Regions from separate parts of the Mus musculus genome. Here region 1 is linked to region 2. The links are chromatin contacts, called in public HiChIP or PLAC-seq maps. All regions are on one chromosome and are shown on one strand. Each heading gives the region's core, a stretch centred on a gene start, on an enhancer-like site or on the middle of the called end of the contact. The rest is flanking DNA. Distances are from core to core; before and after follow the strand shown. Region 1 holds the start of Prdm9 (PR domain containing 9). Region 2 overlaps Ermard (ER membrane associated RNA degradation).

Evidence for each region. HiChIP or PLAC-seq counts read pairs in DNA pulled down with a chosen protein or histone mark.
Region 1: a contact with region 2 is called in a FOXA1 HiChIP or PLAC-seq map of pancreatic cancer cells. The contact joins the promoter of Prdm9 here to the enhancer-like site in region 2. A contact is called at or near these places in 7 of 39 promoter capture datasets (the C10 cell line, the HPC-7 cell line, embryonic stem cells and 2 more), 1 of 484 Hi-C or Micro-C datasets (the HL-1 cell line), 4 of 115 datasets of contacts at active chromatin or transcription factors (astrocytes, extraembryonic endoderm stem cells, large pre-B cells and 1 more) and 4 of 9 other capture datasets (adipose tissue, liver, macrophages and 1 more).

What each region holds. Positions count from the first base shown.
Region 1 is chr17:15,561,682-15,566,858 of GRCm38.p6, forward strand. Prdm9 (PR domain containing 9) reads right to left here and starts at 1,650. Exons shown (of 10, transcript NM_144809.3): 1 at 1,540-1,650; 2 at 1,133-1,256; 3 at 734-841. The coding sequence starts at 1,608. It also overlaps the pseudogene Gm6686.
Region 2 is chr17:15,063,057-15,068,349 of GRCm38.p6, forward strand. Ermard (ER membrane associated RNA degradation) reads left to right here. Exons shown (of 18, transcript NM_001039552.3): 18 at 546-1,176. The coding sequence ends at 561. Among named protein-coding and RNA genes, the nearest start is that of Gm35343, 9.5 kb to the left of the region's middle. Within about 2 kb of position 2,880, at least 85 of the 459 cell types and tissues checked have an H3K27ac peak or open chromatin away from gene starts, as enhancers often do. A contact at or near this core is called in the HL-1 cell line and pancreatic cancer cells, where this site is marked.

The DNA.
Region 1 (5,177 bases), core at 400-2,899, 500 kb after region 2:
GAAAATTAAAGTCCCAGTGATATATCATAAGAAGTAATGGCAAGGATGAGGACAAATTGGAATGCTTGAATGACCACCTTTGATGGGAATATAAAATGGCACAGCTACCAGAAATAGTAAGTCCCTCAAAAATTAAAATAGAGCTGGGCGTGGTGGCCCATGCCTTTAATCCCAGCACTTGGGGGGCAGAGACAGGCAGATTTCTGAGTTCAAGGCCAGCCTGGTCTACAGAGTGAGTTCCAGGAAAGCCAGGGCTACACAGAGAAACCCTGTCTCAAAAAAAAAAATTAAAATAGAATTACTTTATGATTTAGATTTCTTTATGTACATATAAAGAGTGAAAATAAGATCTTGAAGAGACATTTGCACAACCATGGTCATATTTACATGATTAATAATAAGCACGCAGGCTACAGACTAGGTAAGGTGCTTATCCTAGCTACTTTGGGTTTGATATTTCTTGTTCATGCCCAGATTTGTATATATTTCATATTTATTATATTTATAAATAGCATATAGTTTTCACATATTTTAAAATGTACAGGAATAGATTCTTACTATTAATTTTGCATTGCATCTTGTTTGTTTGCTGACCCTTGATTCTGAAACACCCAGTTTTCAGAAGTTGGTTCTGAGACATTATGGAACCTAAATCTGGCTTGGTTTCCGATGGGTACTTCTAAATTCTCCTGCCCCCTCACCTCACTTCTAAACTCTCCTAGCCTCTCCTCACCTTGTTGCTTAGGTGTCCACTCTTCATCAGAATCCTCACTGTCATTTATTTGGGGTTTCATTGCTTGCCTTTGGTAACACATGAAAGCTGGTCTAGGGGCTCTGAGACCTGAAAAGCAGCAAAATATTCCTCTTAAAAAGGCCCTAGAGGATGGAACAAATGTATCACAAGGCCAGGTAGGCTCTGGGTGTGGAGATGAGATCTCTACAGGGCCAGTGCTAACATTTAGTCCTGGACACACAGACACACACACACACACACACGTTTCCTCTAAACTTGTCTCCATTGGGAACTGTACCACTGTAGATACCTGGGAAGACCCTAACATAACATGGGAACATGGGAACTGAGATTTTATTTTTTTAATCTAGACTGGTTCAACCGAAGACTTCTTGTTACCTATTGAAATCAGCATTTTATAGTTCCTTTTCACATTTCTATAGCGAATTTTCTCCCACTCTCCCATCTCTGCCCATTCTTCTTTGGAGAAGTATATGGAAATGTCTTTGAATTCATCTTTGACCTGGGGGAAAAAAAATAAAAACAAAAAACGGAACATGCTGGGCCGGGCTTGGGACCCTGGAATGTGGTCTCAGTGACCAAGGTTATCCTCCCATTCCCAGAACCTTCTTTAAGCAAACACTGGATGTTCATGCTGACAGAGCAGTTGCTAATGAGCCTTTCCTCTCTCACATATCGGGACCCACCTTCTTGTCATAGGAAAAATCAATATGGTATTGGTACTCAAGGCTGTTTGCCTCTGCCCACCCCATGATCCTCCTGACTCAAGGATAACTTCGTACTACCTTGGGTTTCCACTCGAATTTCCCTGTATCTTCTTCAGGACTATTTTCTTCCAGCTTGTTGGTGTTCATGGTGCAGGACATTTCACTGGAGAGGTCCAGGGTCCTATGGTCCTATGGATGAAGAGGTAACTAAGGGCCTTAGGCGATCAGAGATGCCCACCAGCACATGGGAAGGAGCTAGGGGCTGGGAATCCATGCAGCCAACACAGGCAGCTTCTTCGGACTCCGAGGTCTAGTACTCTGGTGCAGGAGCAAGGATTCTGGACTGAGCCCTAAACCTAGGCACCGACCCTCCGTCCGGGTCAGGACCTGCGACAGCAAGGAAGGAAGATTCCTCCCGCCAACCGGTGTCCCCCCCCACCCCATTCCCACTTGCTCTTCATCTGGACCAAGGAGTCAGCCAGGGTCTGAAAGATGTTTTCAGGTAAATGGATTCGGGAATCCCGAGTACAAGGGATTGAAGTCCCTCTGGTGAAAATGTAGGAACGCTCTGGCTGAGATTTTAACTTTGGGGACCTCGGGCTGAGGAGTGGGGTGCATCAGATTGAAGGAATTGGGTTCGTAGGCTAGAGGAGTCTTTCAGGCTGTGAAATAAGGTTTGGAGACTCGCAGTCTGACGAGATTTGACGATTATGTCACGAAGAGTTGGGATTTGTCACGTCGGAGGTATTTAGGGTCCTGCGGGACGAGAGCATTTAGGATCTCTGGAAGCCAATCTGGAGTGACAGACAGGTCCTCGAGACCGAGGGCGTCTGGGGTCTTTGGGGCTTAGGAGAGTCTCTACGCTGAGAGTCCAGGTTTCCTGTCTGGAAACTTAGTCTCTCTGAGGCGAGCTACCCAGGTTCCTCAGGCAGAGGCTGGGTTGGTTCCGCACAAGTGCATTTGGGACCTCACTCAGCCAAAGGGCGTTTGGAGTTCCCGAGAAGCTGAGGTGACCGGGTGTGTGCGTGTGAGCGCGCGCGCGCGTGTCACGCTGAGGGGGTCCGAATCTAATTTAGGGGATATGGGGTCTCACGGGCTGAGCCTAGAAAGCCTCGCTGGTCCTGAAGGTTTCGCCTGCACTCATGGTCCAGAATCCCGCGGCTCTGAGGCCACCGCCGGCGTTCGTCCCTCTGAGGAGTTCCGAGGCTGACTGACAGGAGAATCCGCCAATTGACAGACAGCTGGCTGAGGGGCGGGAACAAGAAAAGCGGAGGGCGGAGCTCTGCCTGTCAGTCAGGGTGCAATTCCTGCCCGTGGCTTTCTCCAGGCTGCCCCTCCCCTCGCTGGGATTGCCAGGCCCCTGCACGAATCAGGTAGTGGCCAGCGCGCAGGCGCACACTTGTTCTCTGTGCGGCGTCCGTTCCTTCAGACTCCTCTTTTTCAATGTGGCAGGCTGTGTTACCTGACCTGTGTCCTGTCTACTAAAGGTCTTAAAACCATGGAGCAGAGCTTTAAGTGCTTAGGTCTGCTCTAGAGTGGGGTTTCAGTCAATCTCCAATTGGAGCTGGGCACCGGGAAGCCGGGGATGAGGGTGGGACCGGAAGTCCAGCTTTGGCAGGCATACCCTGAGCTCACGTCTCGCCTGAGATAAGTAGCTTAATCAAATAGATAGACAAAATCAAAACAAATAAGGCTCTCCGGAAAAGAACCTAAAAATTAGGCTATGAAAGAGTTTAAAAAAAAAAAATTTAAAAGCCTCTAATTTAACAATAACTTTAATAAATAAGCACATAGGTTTACTAAAATGTTCGTGGCGTAATAATAGAGTGCCTTGGCTAATATAAATCGTTATTACTGAATAGAAATTAGCTTATAAGAGGGGTGGAGAGATGGCTCAGTGGTTAAGAGCACTTACCGCTCTTGCAGAGTACACACATTCTCTTCCATCACCATCGCGGGGGCAGCTCACAACCCCTCACCCCGTAACTCTAGTTCATGGGATCTGATGACTTTGATGACTTACGTGGTGCACTTACGTACACTTAGACCTACGAAAATACACATAAATAAATAGATCTTTTAAAAAGAAATTAATTTAAAATGTCTAGTGATAAGAATACGAACTACCCGCTGCTAGTGCAAAATAAACAGGCACAGGTGCGATACCCCAACTCTAGTTTGACTTTCCCTTCAATTCTGCTACCTAAGCAATATTAGACTTTTAAATATATATATGTATATATTATTATATATATTATATATGTGTATATATATATATACATATGTATATATATGAGATTTAAGAACTTTTGATAGTGCTGTGAACGCACTGTTTATTGGCTGCCCTAAGTTTGAAATATGTAGACACAATCAGCTTAAATCTATGACTGACTTCTTTTTTTTGTTTGTTGGTTTGTGAAAGAAAGATGAAATTTCAAGACCTGTAAGTCATATAAAGTACTCAGAAATTGCTGGTTGTTTGTGAGCCTAGAGGCTGCCTGGGGCTGAGAAAAAAGAAAAACAAACCTGGGTATGCCCCGTAGTTAAAACATTCCTGGGAACAGCTTAACCATAAGATAAAGGGGAATGTGAGGACATAACAGGGCTATCTGAACTGAGTCAACAACTCACAGAACTCTGACATCCTACAAGTACATGTAATTTTTCTGCTGATGTTTGAATAAGCCAATAGTGTATCGCTATGCTGAATTCCACACACCTAAGCCCCTTACCCCATAAAAACCCCTAGCTTTCGAGCCTCGTGGCTATCTCCTATGTGGGATGCATGTTGGTCCGGAGCTCCGTAATTAAACGACCTCGTGTAATTACATCAAGGTGGTCCTTCGTGATTTTTTGGGTGCACACCAAATCGGGAATTGAGTGGGGGTTTCCCCTCTAGGTTCTAACATTTTTTTTTTCACCTGTGATGGAGTTTATTGTGGAGAAAAGTAACAGAACTTGGCTGGATAAAGAAAGGAATTTGGACATATAACTAGTGTGGGTGCTTAGCCCCAAGCCTCAGCAGCCCAGCCATGGGTCTGCACGGTTCTTTCGCATCAAGAAGTTAATCTTTCGAGTCATTTCCATGTTGTAGATCCTCCAGCATGTTTCATAGCTCTCCCACTGGTGGCAGCAAGGCTTCTCATAGTAGCGTCGTCGCTTTATGACTTCCGTAAGCCCATCCGTGGTAAGGATTCTGTTTAGGGTCCTGCAGGCACCTTCCACGTTCCCCTCCTGAACCATCACAGTCCTGGCAATGAACTTCAGATGTTTAGCCATGGCCTTGTATTTAAATCTTCATTCTTCCGGGACTATAGACTGGGGGCTCCGAATTTGGACTCCGGACTCTCTATGACTGACTTCTTAGTTTGTCTCTCACTTGCCGAGATTGTCTGGGATGAATTTATTTAAAGAACTGTAACGGTAGATGTAAAATCTGAACAAATTAGGAGCTTGATGACCCACATAATAGTGGCAGGAGAAAGTGGACTGCACAAAGTTGTTCTCTGACCTCCACTGGGCCATGCAGGAGAACCATGCACGCACGCATGCAGGCACACATGCATGCACGTCCTCTACCAAAACATAGCAGTTCAGACTTTGAAATATTGATAGGCAATGAACTGAGAACAGCAATGGAAAGAAGTAGATTATGAATTCGTAGATGCCTGTTCAGATATATATAAAAAAAAATAGTAAGTACATTACACGGGAAT
Region 2 (5,293 bases), core at 1,630-4,129:
AGAAACGAAGTGTATCATAATCAGGTGGAACTTGCTGCCATCTTAGGGAATAACTTTAAGAAAACTGGTTTTAGCAGTGGCAAGTGTTTCATAGTAATGGTGGTTCTCTTCAGAGAGCCAGGTCAACACAAAGGGAAGAAAGGCAAGGGATGCAGCATCAGTAGCAGAGGGACTTGTGGGTGGGACTTCTCTCACCATGTGTCTAGCCTCTGTCAGTCTGAGCCACATGGCCCTGCAGTCTTCCAACTGCATTCTATCACTTAGAAACACCATGTCAAGATCTGAGTGGGAAAAGACTCTCATGTCTTCTAAGACCCAGCACAGCTTGGAGAGCACCGGTCCCAGCGTTACGATCTTTCTCTATCAGTTTCTCTTATTTTCATTTTGCATGTATTTCTTCTTCTTGAATGCAAACACAGTTGAGTAATTGTTAGGGATGTCTCCAAGAGAAGACAAGACATGCACGCTGCTACATTCTACAACAGGACAGACAAACTGCCATTCCTCACTGTCTCTTTAACAGATTCTTAAAATTGGTCCTACAGTACACTGAGAACCTAGTGGCCTACACCAGCCGAGAGAAGAACAAGTGGAGTGAAGCCACCACTCTTACACACGCAGTTTTGTTGAGGATTTGGACTTTCAGTGAGAAGAAACAAATGTTAATACATTTAGCCAAAAAAACCACAAATAAAGTTGACATAAGCTGACAAAGAAATCACGAATCAAGGTATTTTTGGTCGTGACACTGAGCTATAGAGGAGACCTTGGTGGTACTTGGTGGCAGCTGCACATCCTGTCTGTCCCATTGCATTTTACCGTCACCCCAGCACACAGCCAACCTCTGGAAGAACGTAAAAATACAAAGTTGCGGTTCATCACTTGGGATTTAATTGTTCCCTCAGATTTAACACCTTATCTTTTAAAGGAACAATATCTACATGGTGCCATGTCTTCAATGAGTCACATAAAGGATACATGGTCCACAGACATGCTCTGCATCACTTCTAGGTCATCTGGCTCTCATGCATAATGACCTGTCCTTGTGTGTCACATCAGCAACACAAGGTCCTGTATCCTGGACCATTTCATCATATTGCATCATTTCAAGGGAGTGGAACCCACCTCTGAATCTGCTTTGTTAATTAAATGATTTTTAAAAATGTTTACCATGAACTCTATGTTGCCTTTCATTTTTCCTAAAAAAACGATATCACTTATGTATAGTGGTACATGCCTGTAATCCTAGTGCCTGAGAGTCAGAGACAGGAGGATCAAAAGATTGTGACCAGCCTAGTAGATGTAAGGAGACCACCTCCAGCCCCTCCACCTTAAAAAACAAGATAAAATAAAAGTTTGTGTGTGTTAAGAAATGCATACCACAGTAGTATGTTAGTGAGGCCAGGTGATAGACGTTTAGAGACTTGCTTTCTCCTGCATGACATTAGAAGAGAAAGTGATTGCATGATACAGGTACAAATTCAAGATTCTGAACAACTGTTGATTGAAGGTGCTATCTGTATGGCCAAGGCAACTGCCAAGTGTACTTGCAAACAAAGCTCACCCTGCCCTGAAGTACATGTAGTGCTGCTCATGGCTGGCTGCTCTGCAAAAGAAATAGCAAACAGAAGACCCAAGAGAAGCACATACAGAGGTTCTAAAAGATAATAAAAAAAAAGAAAAAACAAAAATGAATGACTTTTTCAACATGTAGTCCTAGGCACTGTCTCTCTGTTCCAGGAGGACAAGCCTGTTTGGGTAGACACCACTCTGGAACTCTCTAGGTTGTCCAGCAGAAAGTGGAAGAGATGAGCTGTAATTCTAGGTTGGGGTTCTGAGAGCAGAAAGAACCAGAGCTGGGGGCCATGCTGTGGAGACTGATGGGAAATCTCAGGAAGGTGACATCCCACAAAGGCGTGCTGAGTCGAGCAGGCTTTGCCCTGTCTGAGGCCTGGTTCAATCCTGGATCAAGAGATTCCTCAACTCCTGTGAGTGGATCTCTGCCAGTGGCCTCTAGAAAATATCATTTCAGGAGTCACCCTAGAAAAGGAAACAGAAGTGCAGAGGTCAGCCGGAAGGTTGGCATTGCAGACCCAATGCTGGAGAAGTGAGCACGCGCAGAGGAAGATACTGGTTCCATATTTTACCAGGCTTGTGGGCGAGCTCTATAACCTTGAGGGCTTGTCTTCATCTGTGCAGTGTTGAGGCTGACATCGCCACTGCATACCTCATCTGACTGACAGGAAGGAAAAAAAAAAGTGATGCAGCAGATGCTCTGCTCTGTGCCTACTGTATCAACCAATGCTGGCTCTTCTTCTTTTCTTCCTCATAGATGATTTGGATTCTCTCTGTCACACTGGGCTGTGTGATGCGTGTGTTGCTATGTGCGTGTCTTCACTGTATGTGACTAACATTCCAGCCGTTCACAGCCTTACATGAATTAACCATTGGGAAAACAGTGGTCTCCCTCAAGTCCTCACCTGAAGCCCCAGCTGAGAGTAGCTTTCGTTTCTTTAACCTATGGATCCGAACCTGGCACAGGTAGCACTCTTGTCAACCGACCTGGAGTTTGCCAAAGCTATGTATCCCAACAGGATCGTCAGTGGAAGCTTGCAGTCTCACTGTGGGCTGTGCTGCTAACGGGGCCTCTGTCTAGCTTAGCTCCTTGAGGGGTGAACCCCGTGATAAGGGGAAGTCACCCTGGAACACATTGATGCTGGATTCCCTTAGAGAACTTCCTAGGTCCTTTCCTGATTGTGTTTTCTCTAGTCAGACACAGGGTGGCGCTCTTCATTAAGTAATCTGCCAGCTGTGTGGGAAGACGTCTCCTGCCAACTCCTGTGACTCCAGGAAAAGGAATTCTTTCCTTTTTCATCTGGCCACAGAGAGGTAGGTCCAAGGTGACAAGAGTGGGAAGTGACCACTGGCGCCTGGCCACTGGGGCTGTGGAGCATTGCGTTCACCTGAAGGCTCGGCCTTCCGTTCATTTAATTCTGTATTGATGAAAGGCATGAACAATCACAGTCTAAAAATCTTGTCCATCTTCATGAGGGAAGATTGGGGTTGTATTGTGTGAATTAATCTCTTGGGGGAAGACATCATCGTGGCCAGTGGTGGTGACAGGAGAATGAGGGAGGGACCAAGGTCACCATTAACCAACCACCAATCACCATACTGCTGATGGGGGAGGGGAACCCTTTGTCTAAAGGGACTGGACTGAGCTTTGCAGAGAAGGAGGGGCGCAGGCTTGCAGTGGAGACTGGCTTCTAACCACCCACTCTCCCCAGCTGCAGGCTGAATTCACACCTTGACACCACAGCCAGTCTGCCAACACTGCTGCCAAAGCATGGCGCCCGCCCGTGTGGGATTGGCTTTTAGGGACTAACAAAGAAAATTCCTTACATCGGATAAAAGGGAGTGTCTGTGGTTTGTTTTATAGCCCTACTAAAACATTTTAATGAAACTAAATCACTGTGGTACCGCCAGAGTTTGGGCTTTAGAGGGCCTGGAACCAGTTTTCCTATGGGCTGTGTCTGAATTGTAGAGTGTCCATGTGAATTGACTGGGGCCAATTAAGATAAGTCTTTGATTGCATCAGAAGTTCTCCAAATGGATGGATACAGGATGTCCCCTTGACACATAATTAATTAATTGAAAATGAAATATGCTCAGTTCAAAAAAGCTACCCATAAAGTGAAGTCCTGTGCCAGCCAATGATTAGAGTTTGGGGATCCTTATAAGCATAGACTTGCCATTATAAATATTAAATGCTACCTTTACAGAAAGCTTACATAGTTTCAAAGCCTTTTGCTCAGGACTTTGAATACCCCCCAAGACAATGTTATTAATTCCATTTAGGAGGACGGTAGAAAACTTAGTTGAGAAAACCTGGAACTCACTCCCCTGTGAAGGAGGCAGGGATGGCTGGTCCTCAGCTGCTTAGTGGTCACTCTCACTGACAGTTCCTCTGAGTCCCAGAAATGCAATCTGTAATCTCAAAACCTTTCCAGCAGCTTGGCAGGGAGACAGAAATAGCCCAGCAAAATGCAAGATCAGCAAGAAAGCACTACAGTCCACAGACTGGGAGTGGAGGGCTGTGATGCTAAGGCCAGTCCTTAGGTTATGAGGTCCAGGAAATCCCAGTCAGAGCAGAGGGTAGGGGCTGCAGGTGATGCAGGGATAGTGGGCACAGGGGCCTCCAATCTCTCTGTTTCACTCTTAATTAACAAGCTTAGGACCTCCCTCATGTCTCAGCATGTAAAATTCTCATAGTATTGAATTTATTTAGATATAAGCCTTTTCCCACAAGCTGTGGCTCCTCACTTCCCACTTAAGACATTATTTTCCATGGTCCCATGCTAACCCATCCTCAGGAGCCTCTATGTTAGTTGCCAGTCTTGTTGGAGTCAAAATCCTGACTATCCATCTGGACCTGGGCAGTTCACACTTTTGGCTCTGTTTTTGTTATTTGCTTGCTTGCTTATTTTTCCTGTATTACCTTAAATGGTAGAAAAGCTAATAGTTTTGTTTTCTTCTTTAGTTGGACCCATCTTGTCCATGTCCTGGATGAGGTTTGGACCTAAGTTAGTGGCTGAGGGGTCTGCTAAATCAATGGAAACATTGCATTGTGTTTATATATTGATCTTCAGCTGCCGTGAGCTGTGTTAGTCAGTGGTGGGAACAGGAGGTGTGAAGCCACACCTTAGGGGTCCTCCACGAGGTGTGATACTCACAGGCTGACAAATGGTGGGAATATTGCTTCCCTTAAGTTCTGGTCATGTCCAGATGGTGCTAAATATCCGGTGCAACACCTCACATCCCTCCACCCCCTTTAAGCTCTGCTGTGCTAAGTCCCGTGCCTGAAGTCCCCAGTGCTTTCAAGTCCTGTGCCTGAATATCCTTGTGTTTTTCCAAGTGAAGTATCTCTAAGACCCAGGACCTGAGATTTCAAAACCATTCAGGAATCTGTTCTTATCATGCTTGTGATATTCTATGTGTCACCCTGAATCAGCCAGTCTACCCCAGTCCTGTGCCATCACACCCAACTTCATGAGTTTTTTATTTTTGGCAAAGGACCCCTTTAAGAGCTGCCAGGAAGAACAGCGTTCATGGCTACCCACAGGCCCAGGGCCGTGCTCCAATGCCAGAACTGTGCAGGCCAGACTTGCTGAGTCTGCAGTTACGGCGTCTGTGCTTTTATCTCTTTTTCCACTGCTTCCCCTTCTCCGTTTTGGAACCTACGGGATAATATGCTCTGGTCCCTTAAGGATGTAGAGGAAGGAACCATTTCCAT